Linked DNA regions of Macaca mulatta: region 2 is linked to region 1. The links are chromatin contacts, called in public Hi-C maps. All regions are on one chromosome and are shown on one strand. The core of a region is the stretch at or near the end of the contact, and the rest is flanking DNA. Distances in the headings are between cores, read along the strand shown. Region 1 holds the start of WDR62 (WD repeat domain 62). Region 2 holds the start of TBCB (tubulin folding cofactor B).

Region 1 (4,113 bases), core at 750-3,249:
GAATGGGGTTCAAGAAGGCCTTTCCAGATAGCGACATTCAGGCTGAGACTTGAAGGATGGGAAGGAGCCAGCCAGGTAGATTGCAGCAAAAAGCCCAGGCTAAGGAGGCAGAAAAGAATATGGAGCCTCAGGAAAACCAAAAGCAGGCCAGTGTGACTGAACGTTGGTGACAGGGAGGACATGGGAGGTACAGCCAGAGCCCTATAGCCAGGAGTGGGCAGTATAACCACAGTGCAGGAGAAAGTCATGGGGCAGGAACAAGCTCCACCAGCAGCTACCAGGTATCCTCCCTTTATCTGGACTCTGTGCCAAGAAGATCACAAGTAAAATTTCACTTCTTTCCAATGCAATAGTATAATTTTTTTTTTTTTTTTTTTGAGACAGTCTTACTCTGTCGCCTAGGCTGGAGTGCAGTGGCGTGACCTCAGCTCACTGCAACCTCCGCCTCCTGGGTTCAAGGGATTTCTCCCGCCTCAGCCTCCTGAATAGCTGGGATTAAAGGAGTGTGCTAGCTCGGCTAATTTTTGTACTTTTTGTAAAGACGGGGTTTCACCATGTTGGCCAGGCTGGTCTTGAATTGATCTCAGGTGAACAGCCCACCTTGGCATCCCAAAGTGCTGGGATTACAGGCGTGAGCCACCGCGCCCTACCAATACTATGGTTCTTATCATCTCCATTTTATAAAAACAGATTTTGTGCCTACAGAGCTGGAAAACAATTTTTTTTAATTGCCGCTGTGCTAATGGAATTCCTTCTACCTACTGTGAAATCATTTCCTTCTGTGTTTCTGTCTCAAAATTTAGGGAACTGTTCTGTGCGCCCTCCTCCCCAGGCAGCACTGCGGAGATTTCTTTGTCATAGTTTTGAATGACAATATGGATTAAGAATCCCCACCTTGGTGAGGAAAAAGGATAGAGACCGCAGAAGGTGAGAGAAGGCGAGGTAGAAGCGAGGAAGAGTTGGGGCAGGTAACACTCTGGACTAAACCCTCGAAGGGACCTTAATGACCCAGCGGGGGCCAGGGCAGTGAGGCTGCAGTGAGCTATGATCGTGACGTCTAAAGGCGATAGAACGGGGGTTAAAGTATAGGAGGACTAGGCTGTGATTTGCAGAAACAAAATGCATTCCCCAGTGGTGGGAACCAGGGAGGAACCCAGGAATTACTCCAACGCTGAGGGTGGAGCCGGGAATGCAACGAGGAGAGGGAAAGTGGGAGGGGCCATGGCTAAAGGGGCGGGACTTAGGGGACGAAGCCAGGGAGGGAACAGCCTGAGGGGACTGGCCAGGGACTGATAGTCGGGGCCACAGTTCTCAGGACGGGACTAGGGGAAACCCAGGAGGCCTGGAACTGGGGTAGACATGACGAGCAGCTTCTCACCCGGTTCTGCACCGTCTCCTCGGAGGCCGTCGAGAGTCGCGTCCGCCGCCGGAGGCAGAGCGGTGGGGCGGGCGGCGGGGAGGACTGACCCCTCCGCGCCGGAACTCCCGCCATGACAGAGGGCAGCTTCTCCCCTGCATCGTTCCGCGCACAGCCTCCGGACCCTACGGCCGCCATCGTCACGCCGGAGCCGGGCGACCGTTACATCCCTTAACCGCCGCCGCCGCCACCGCCACAACCCACTGAAACAGCAAACAGCCGCGGGAAAGCCGGCGCCGCCGCCTATTGGACACCACAGGCCCGGCCTGGCCAACCGCAGGGCTGCCGGGCGGCGCTTAGGGCCAATGGGAGCGAAGAGGCGGAGCGAGTGCCTGGCTGGGCGGCTAGTGTACTGGATACCTGATCAAGAGTCGTGGGGTCTTTCATCCAGACTCCGTTTTCATTATTCGCTGAAACATACAGGTTTTAACTTTTACGAGGCTAAGGCCCCAGCTGCCTCACCTCGGTTTTTGCCGCCACCCAGAGGAACTATATGCGCTCCGACGGTCGCCCGGATATAGGCGTAGGGTGGAGCCGTAAGAGATTGACTGGCCAGTTGATTTGGTTGGCGCAGGCTCAGAAACGACGTGACGCCGCCCCTCTCCCCAACACGTGATGAAAGTCGGGGTGGAGAAGGGCAGGCTTTGCGCAGGCGTACAGTTCTCGCTATAGCCAATTCGCTACGTGACGAGGGCGTGACTGTGGCACTGGAGGGGCGCCTAATAGCCAGGCGCTCTCAGCGCTCTCCCCGGCACGTGACGAGTCTCCACGGACGTCATGTGAGGCAGGCGGCGAGCGCGCGGGCGGGGCGGGGTTCGGCGGCGCTCCACGAGAACCAAAGTGCAGCTGCTGACCCGGCAAAACTCAACGGGGCTGGACAGCCATGCCTAAGTACTGCAGGGCGCCGAACTGCTCCAACACTGCGGGCAGCTTGGGCGCAGACAACCGCCCTGTGAGCTTCTACAAGTGAGCGCAGCGCGGGGCGGGGCTTGAGGGAGGCGGGACCCTGGGAGGGGCGGGGCCCGAGCTTTAGTGAAGCTGTGCGGGCCTTCTGGTCTCGCTTGAGGGTGTTAGGAAGTGGGGTTAAAACGTGAGGAGATGGCCTTCCCGGCAGTGTCCACTGCACCTGCAAAGGTGCTGGCGTGGGAAACATCAGGAGTAGACGATTAACTACAGGTAGCGAACGAAGCGAGACGAAGAGGGAAACGGATGTAAAAAGTGAAGTCGGTGCAGGCTCTGTAAGAGCCTACAGATGCCCACTTGCCCTCCCCACGCATTTGAGCCATCTGAAACTCAGAGCATCCGAAACTGAGCTTGTGATCGCGTCTCCCCCAAAACCTTCCAGTCTGTCCTTAGTAGTTCCCTGATTGCAGCCAGAGGGAGCCTGTGAACACCTGAGTCAGATCAGCTCCCTCCTCTGCCCAGATCCCTTCCCTGACTCCCACCTCACTGTAAAAAATAAAGTGAGGCTGCAGCAGGTAGAAAGCAGGCCTGCAAAGTCCTACAGAGCTGGTTCCCTGATACCAGTGTGACTTCATCTCTTTCCTCCTGCCCTTCACTCCAGTAACACTGGCCTACTTCATGTTCCTGTAGCATAGCAGGCATGTTACTGCCCTGCTATCTTTGCCTGGGCCATTCCCTCTGATTTCAAAGTTCTTGCCTTTATTACTACCACCCTATGGACAACTGTAACTGACACCGAAACACACACACGGTTCTCTCTGTCTTCTGCTTTATTTTTCCCTTTAACACATCACTGTCTGCATATCGCATTTTCGATGTATGCATTCCTTATCTCCCCCACTAGAATGTCACCTCAATCAAGCCAGAGGTTTTGTCTTTCTTTGTCTTTCTTGTTTCCTCTTGTTTGTGTCTCCAACCTCTAGAACAGTGCCTGGCACATAGTAGGTGCTTAGTAAAGATCTGTTGGGTGGATTTGATGAATGCATTTCAGATGGGCTCTCCAGGAAAGCCAGCAGTCCATGTCTCATGGATCCTTTGAGGGACCCTGGTATAGGGCCAAAGGGATTAGGGGGAACTTTAAGCCTGTATATGACTCTGGCAACTGTTGATTAATTCAGCAACTTTTTGAGTATTTCTTGGAGAAGCAAGTAAGCCCCTGCTGGACACAAAGAACCCTGACAGATCTTGTTTCTGCCATGACAGAGCTCATGGATAGGTGAGGGTCAAACATTGAGGAATTGAGTACGTGACCTGCGAGTTACCCATAATCCTTCCTTTTCATCCACCGCTAGTCCATTAACCTGCCCTTTGGCTCTACCCTCAAGACATGTCTCCATCCTGCAACAACCACAACAAAATCTCTAAAACCTTGACAAGACAGTTATGAACACGAATGAGAAAGTCCCAAATAAATCATTAAGAAATAAGGAAAGATAGGCTGGGCGTGGTGGCTCACACCTGTAATCCCAGCACTTTGGGAAGTCGAGGCAGGAGGATTGCTTGAGCCCAGCAATTCGAGACCAGCCTGGGCAACATGGCAAAACCCCATCTCTACAAAATGTAAAAATTAGCCGGACATGGTGGTGCATGCCTGTAGTTCCAGCTACACGGGACATTGAGGTAGAGAATCACTGGAGCCCAGGAGGCCAAGGCTGTAGTGAGCTGTGATCACGCTGCTGTACTCTAGCCTTGGCAACTGTGTGAGACCTTGTCTCAAAATAAATAAATAAGAA
Region 2 (3,999 bases), core at 391-2,890, 60 kb before region 1:
AAATCTAAAATAAAGCAAAGAAGGGAAAAAGAATGAGGTGAACATTAACACTGAGGCCAGTGAAGGCTTCGCTAGAATGGTGACACTTTAAGACAGGAAGGAAGGGTGAGGCACGCAGGCATATGACAAAAGAACCATTCAAGTAGAGGATCCAGAGGCAGTGCTCACCTGGGATGTGCAAAGAGCAATGTGGCTGCTACAGACTGAGTGAGGTGGGGAGGGAATAAGGACAGAAAGGGGCCGGGCTTGGTAGTTCACGCCTGTAATCCCAGCACTTTGGTAGGCCAAGGTGAGCTGATCACTCGAGGTCAGGAGTTCCAGACCAGCTTGGCCAACATGGCGAAAACCCGTCTCTACTAAAAATACAAAAATTAGCTGGGTGGGCGCCTGTAATCCCAGCTACTTGGGAGGCTGGGGCATGAGGATCGCTTGAACCCAGGAGGTGAAGGTTGCAGTGAGCCCAGATCGTGCCACTGCACTCCACTCCAGACTGGGCGACAGAGTGAGACACTGGCTCAAAAAAAAAAAAAAAAAAGACAGAAAAGACGTGGTGAGCGGATGCACAAAGTCCTCTGTGTTCTGGCTTATCCCAAGCTGTCCAGCCTGGTCGCTCACTGCGACCTACCTGACATTCTAGGCCTCTGTACCCCCTGCTCCCTCCTTTCCACCTCTTTCTCTTAAGTCACCCTTTCCTCATCCCTCAGCTCAGACATCCCTTCCTCCAGGAAGCCCTCTCTGATTGTCCCAGGTGGTCAGGCACCTCTCCTGGGTGGCCCCAGCCCCCTGGGATTTCCTGATCCCAGCCCAAACCACTCTAGGCTATTCCTGTCTAAAGATGGGTCTGTCACTCCTCAGGCTGCACTGGAGGCTCCACGGGGGCAGGACCTATCTTGCATATGACTGAGGGCAAAGTCCAGCAAGTGCCTGTTGAATAGCCAAATGAATGGTGGGGCGGGGAAGTGTCCCAGGTAGAGTCCTCACGTGGATGCGGCAGCCGTCATCTACAGGGTAGGAGCCCAGTAGCGCATCCTCTTGATCCAGCTTGCTGTAGAACTTGTCATCAACACCATACAGCTCCAGTTCCATGCAGGAAGCAGGGCTGCCCACCAGCAACTCCAGTTTACACTGCGAGGAGGAGGCAGGGTGAGGAGAAGGAGGCCAGGGGCCCCGCCCCTTGCATCAATGACCATCGCCACGTCCCTGTTCCTCCAAAATACCCCCCAGTCAGGACGCACGGGGCCGCACTCCGGCCCCTCGCCTCTTGCCCCCGCCCTCTGGACCGTCGGATTTTTCGCTGGACCCGCCCCTCGTCTCTTCACTCTCGGGTTCTCTCCGGACCCGCTCCGCCGCGACCGAGTTCCCAGACTCCGCAGCCTGGGATCACCTCCAGGGCCGCCCAGTCGTTCCCCGGTCCCTCCCCGCCTCCCCATTTGGGGAACCCCCCCATTTCTTCTTCGCCCCGCCCCTCCGGACCCCGCCCCTATGGCCACACCTTGAACTCAGCGATGGTGAGGCTGCGGCTGTACCGCTTCTCTGAGCGGAAGGTGTTGAGGGAGCTGCTGATGAAAACGGTCACCGTGGGTGCCGACACCCCCGTCACCTCCATCTTGCCGCGCCCTGCCGGGGCCTGCAGCGCGGTCGCTCCGCAGCCGCCACCGCCGCCGCTGCTGGGATATCAGCCCCGCCTCCTGTTCCGGGCCTGACCAATCCGCGCTCTCCTGCCAGGAGCGTCCGCCAATCGCCCCCGTCCCTTCCCCACCGCCAGAAAGAGGGTTCTCCTTATTCCTAGGCTAGCCCAGCCAATCCAGAGAGGCCTTCCATAGTTCACGGTTCTTCCAATAGCGACCGGGAAAGGACCACAGCAAGCGGCGAAGACTGAAGCCGGGAGGGAGGACTGGCAAGAGCTCTCTCAGTGCGCGAAGGGCAACTCGCGCATGCGCGCTGGCCTTCAACCAAGTCAAGCGCCATGGCTTCTTTCCTGGGTGCTCAGCGTTTTGCGGCTTACAGTGCGCATCGTTTTCCTGGCTCTGGCACTCAGATCCATACTATTCTGTAAACTAAGGCGGCGATGCCCAAAAATTGGAAGCAATTACTCTAGGATATCAAAAGATTGACGCAAGCCATGAAACCTCTGCGCGGAGAGAGCCGCGCCCAAGGCCGCGGGTAGCCAGCACGTGTGCGCAGCTCCGCCCACTTTTGGCGAAGCACCTAGGCCTGGCCCCTCCCGCGACCTGTAGCGCGGCGGAGCAAGCGCAGAAGGTTGGGCGGGCTGCGCGTCGCCATGGAGCCCGACGGGACCTACGAACCGGGCTTCGTGGGTATTCGCTTCTGCCAGGAATGGTGAGGCGGAGGGAGCGGGTGATGTTAGAAAGGGGGCGAGGAATGGCTCCAGGACTAACCCCTGGCACGTCCCCCTCCCCGTAGTAACAACATGCTGTACCCCAAGGAAGACAAGGAGAACCGCATTCTGCTATACGCGGTGAGCGCTCGGGTCTTCCCCGTCCGGTCCACACAAGTGGCCCCGCCCTGCCCCCTGCCTCTGTGACCGGATTCCCTGTTCGCCCCCCGCTGCACCCCAAGTGATCCTGACTCTCCTGCCCATCACCAAAGACAGTCCTGTCGTCATACCCTCCGGGATCACCCTGCCCTCTCCTCCCAGTCTTATCTGGAATCCCGCCATGACTCCCTTACCCCCACACTCGCCCTCTGGCAGTGCCGGAACTGTGATTACCAGCAGGAGGCCGACAACAGCTGCATCTATGTCAACAAGATCACGCACGAAGTGGAGTGAGTGGCGGGCCCTGAGCTGGGGGCGGGGGTGTTGGCTCTGGAGGCTGGGTCGGAGAGTCATTTTGCACCCCCACGTGCCTGCAGCGAACTGACCCAGATTATCGCCGACGTGTCCCAGGACCCCACGTTGCCGCGGACCGAGGACCACCCGTGCCAAAAGTGAGCGCTCAGCTGGTACTGGGGAGATAAAGTGAGGCTCGTTCTCACTGGGCGAAGGGAGGAGGGAAGGTTGCCAAGCTTCCAGTGACCGAGCTCCCACCCCCTCAGGTGTGGCCATAAGGAGGCTGTGTTCTTCCAGTCGCACAGTGCCCGGGCCGAGGTAAGTGGCACGAGGGCTTCTTAAGTATCTGGGGCTTATTTGGTCCTTCCCCGGGGCGGGGATATCAATATGGGTGACCCAGCGCTTCTTGGAACTCTGGGCCGGACCCTTACGTATTGGTGAAGTTCTCTTGCCTGTTCTTTTGGGGTGAGGCGCTCCTGGGTCCAAACCCTTCCTAACCATGCATCATTTCTGCCAGGATGCTATGCGCCTGTACTACGTGTGCACAGCCCCACACTGTGGCCACCGCTGGACCGAGTGACCTCCCCTCTCCCCCGAGTGTAATAAACACCAGATTCCATGCGTGAGTTTCCTGTGTTTATTTGCCTCTTGGGGAGGACGCTGGCACACCGTATCAGGCTGCGCGGTGCAGGGCGCGGTGCTGTGCGTAGGTGTCCGGCCGGGAGCTGGTGAAGCCGCAGTCCTCGCACACGTGCAGCTTCTCGCGACGCTCGCGGTAAGCGTAGCTGGCCGGCTGCCCGTGCACCTTAGCAAGGTGAGCTTCCAGGGAGCAGCGCTGCGTAAACGCTTTCCCGCAAGCACTACAGCGGAAGGGCCGGATCCCTGCACAGATGGGCGCAGAGGGGAGGGCTGGACAGAGAGGGCAATGGGCTCTGGACTAAAGCGCCCCTACCCTGCTTTCCAGCCTTGAGCATTTGCGTTCCCTATTCCGAGCTCTTCAGACTCTTCCACCCATGACGCACCATCTGCTACCCTCACCCCGTGCAGACATGGGCCAGACACCTTTGTCCCCACCCTCCCTCACCAGGATGCTCTGTCCCCTGGGGGATGGAGAGGGAGGCCTTCCCTTGCCCTTCGATCTGGAGCCTGAATCGTATAACCGGCATCCGTCTGCACTCTGCATCCCTTGACAGGCCCCTATTTTCCTG

What was found. A called contact is a pair of places that touch in the nucleus more often than the background predicts.
Region 2: a contact with region 1 is called in a Hi-C map of fetal cortical plate, with 1.9 times the contacts expected there. The contact joins the promoter of TBCB here to the promoter of WDR62 in region 1. A contact is called at or near these places in 4 of 14 Hi-C or Micro-C datasets (blood, fetal cortex germinal zone and fetal cortical plate).

The regions. Positions count from the first base shown.
Region 1 is chr19:47,310,458-47,314,570 of T2T-MMU8v2.0, reverse strand. WDR62 (WD repeat domain 62) reads right to left here and starts at 1,999. Exons shown (of 32, transcript XR_001441414.3): 1 at 1,379-1,999. THAP8 (THAP domain containing 8) reads left to right here and starts at 2,201. Exons shown (of 4, transcript NM_001194201.2): 1 at 2,201-2,383. The coding sequence starts at 2,301. LOC144337424 (a long non-coding RNA gene) reads right to left here. Exons shown (of 2, transcript XR_013410532.1): 2 at 2,273-3,668.
Region 2 is chr19:47,369,716-47,373,714 of T2T-MMU8v2.0, reverse strand. TBCB (tubulin folding cofactor B) reads right to left here and starts at 1,640. Exons shown (of 6, transcript XR_003725091.2): 1 at 1,493-1,640; 2 at 982-1,125. POLR2I (RNA polymerase II subunit I) reads left to right here and starts at 1,826. Exons shown (of 6, transcript NM_001266627.1): 1 at 1,826-2,340; 2 at 2,425-2,479; 3 at 2,714-2,787; 4 at 2,875-2,949; 5 at 3,058-3,109; 6 at 3,309-3,416. The coding sequence starts at 2,282. The coding sequence ends at 3,371. OVOL3 (ovo like zinc finger 3) reads right to left here. Exons shown (of 4, transcript XM_015123733.3): 4 at 3,415-3,673. The coding sequence ends at 3,465.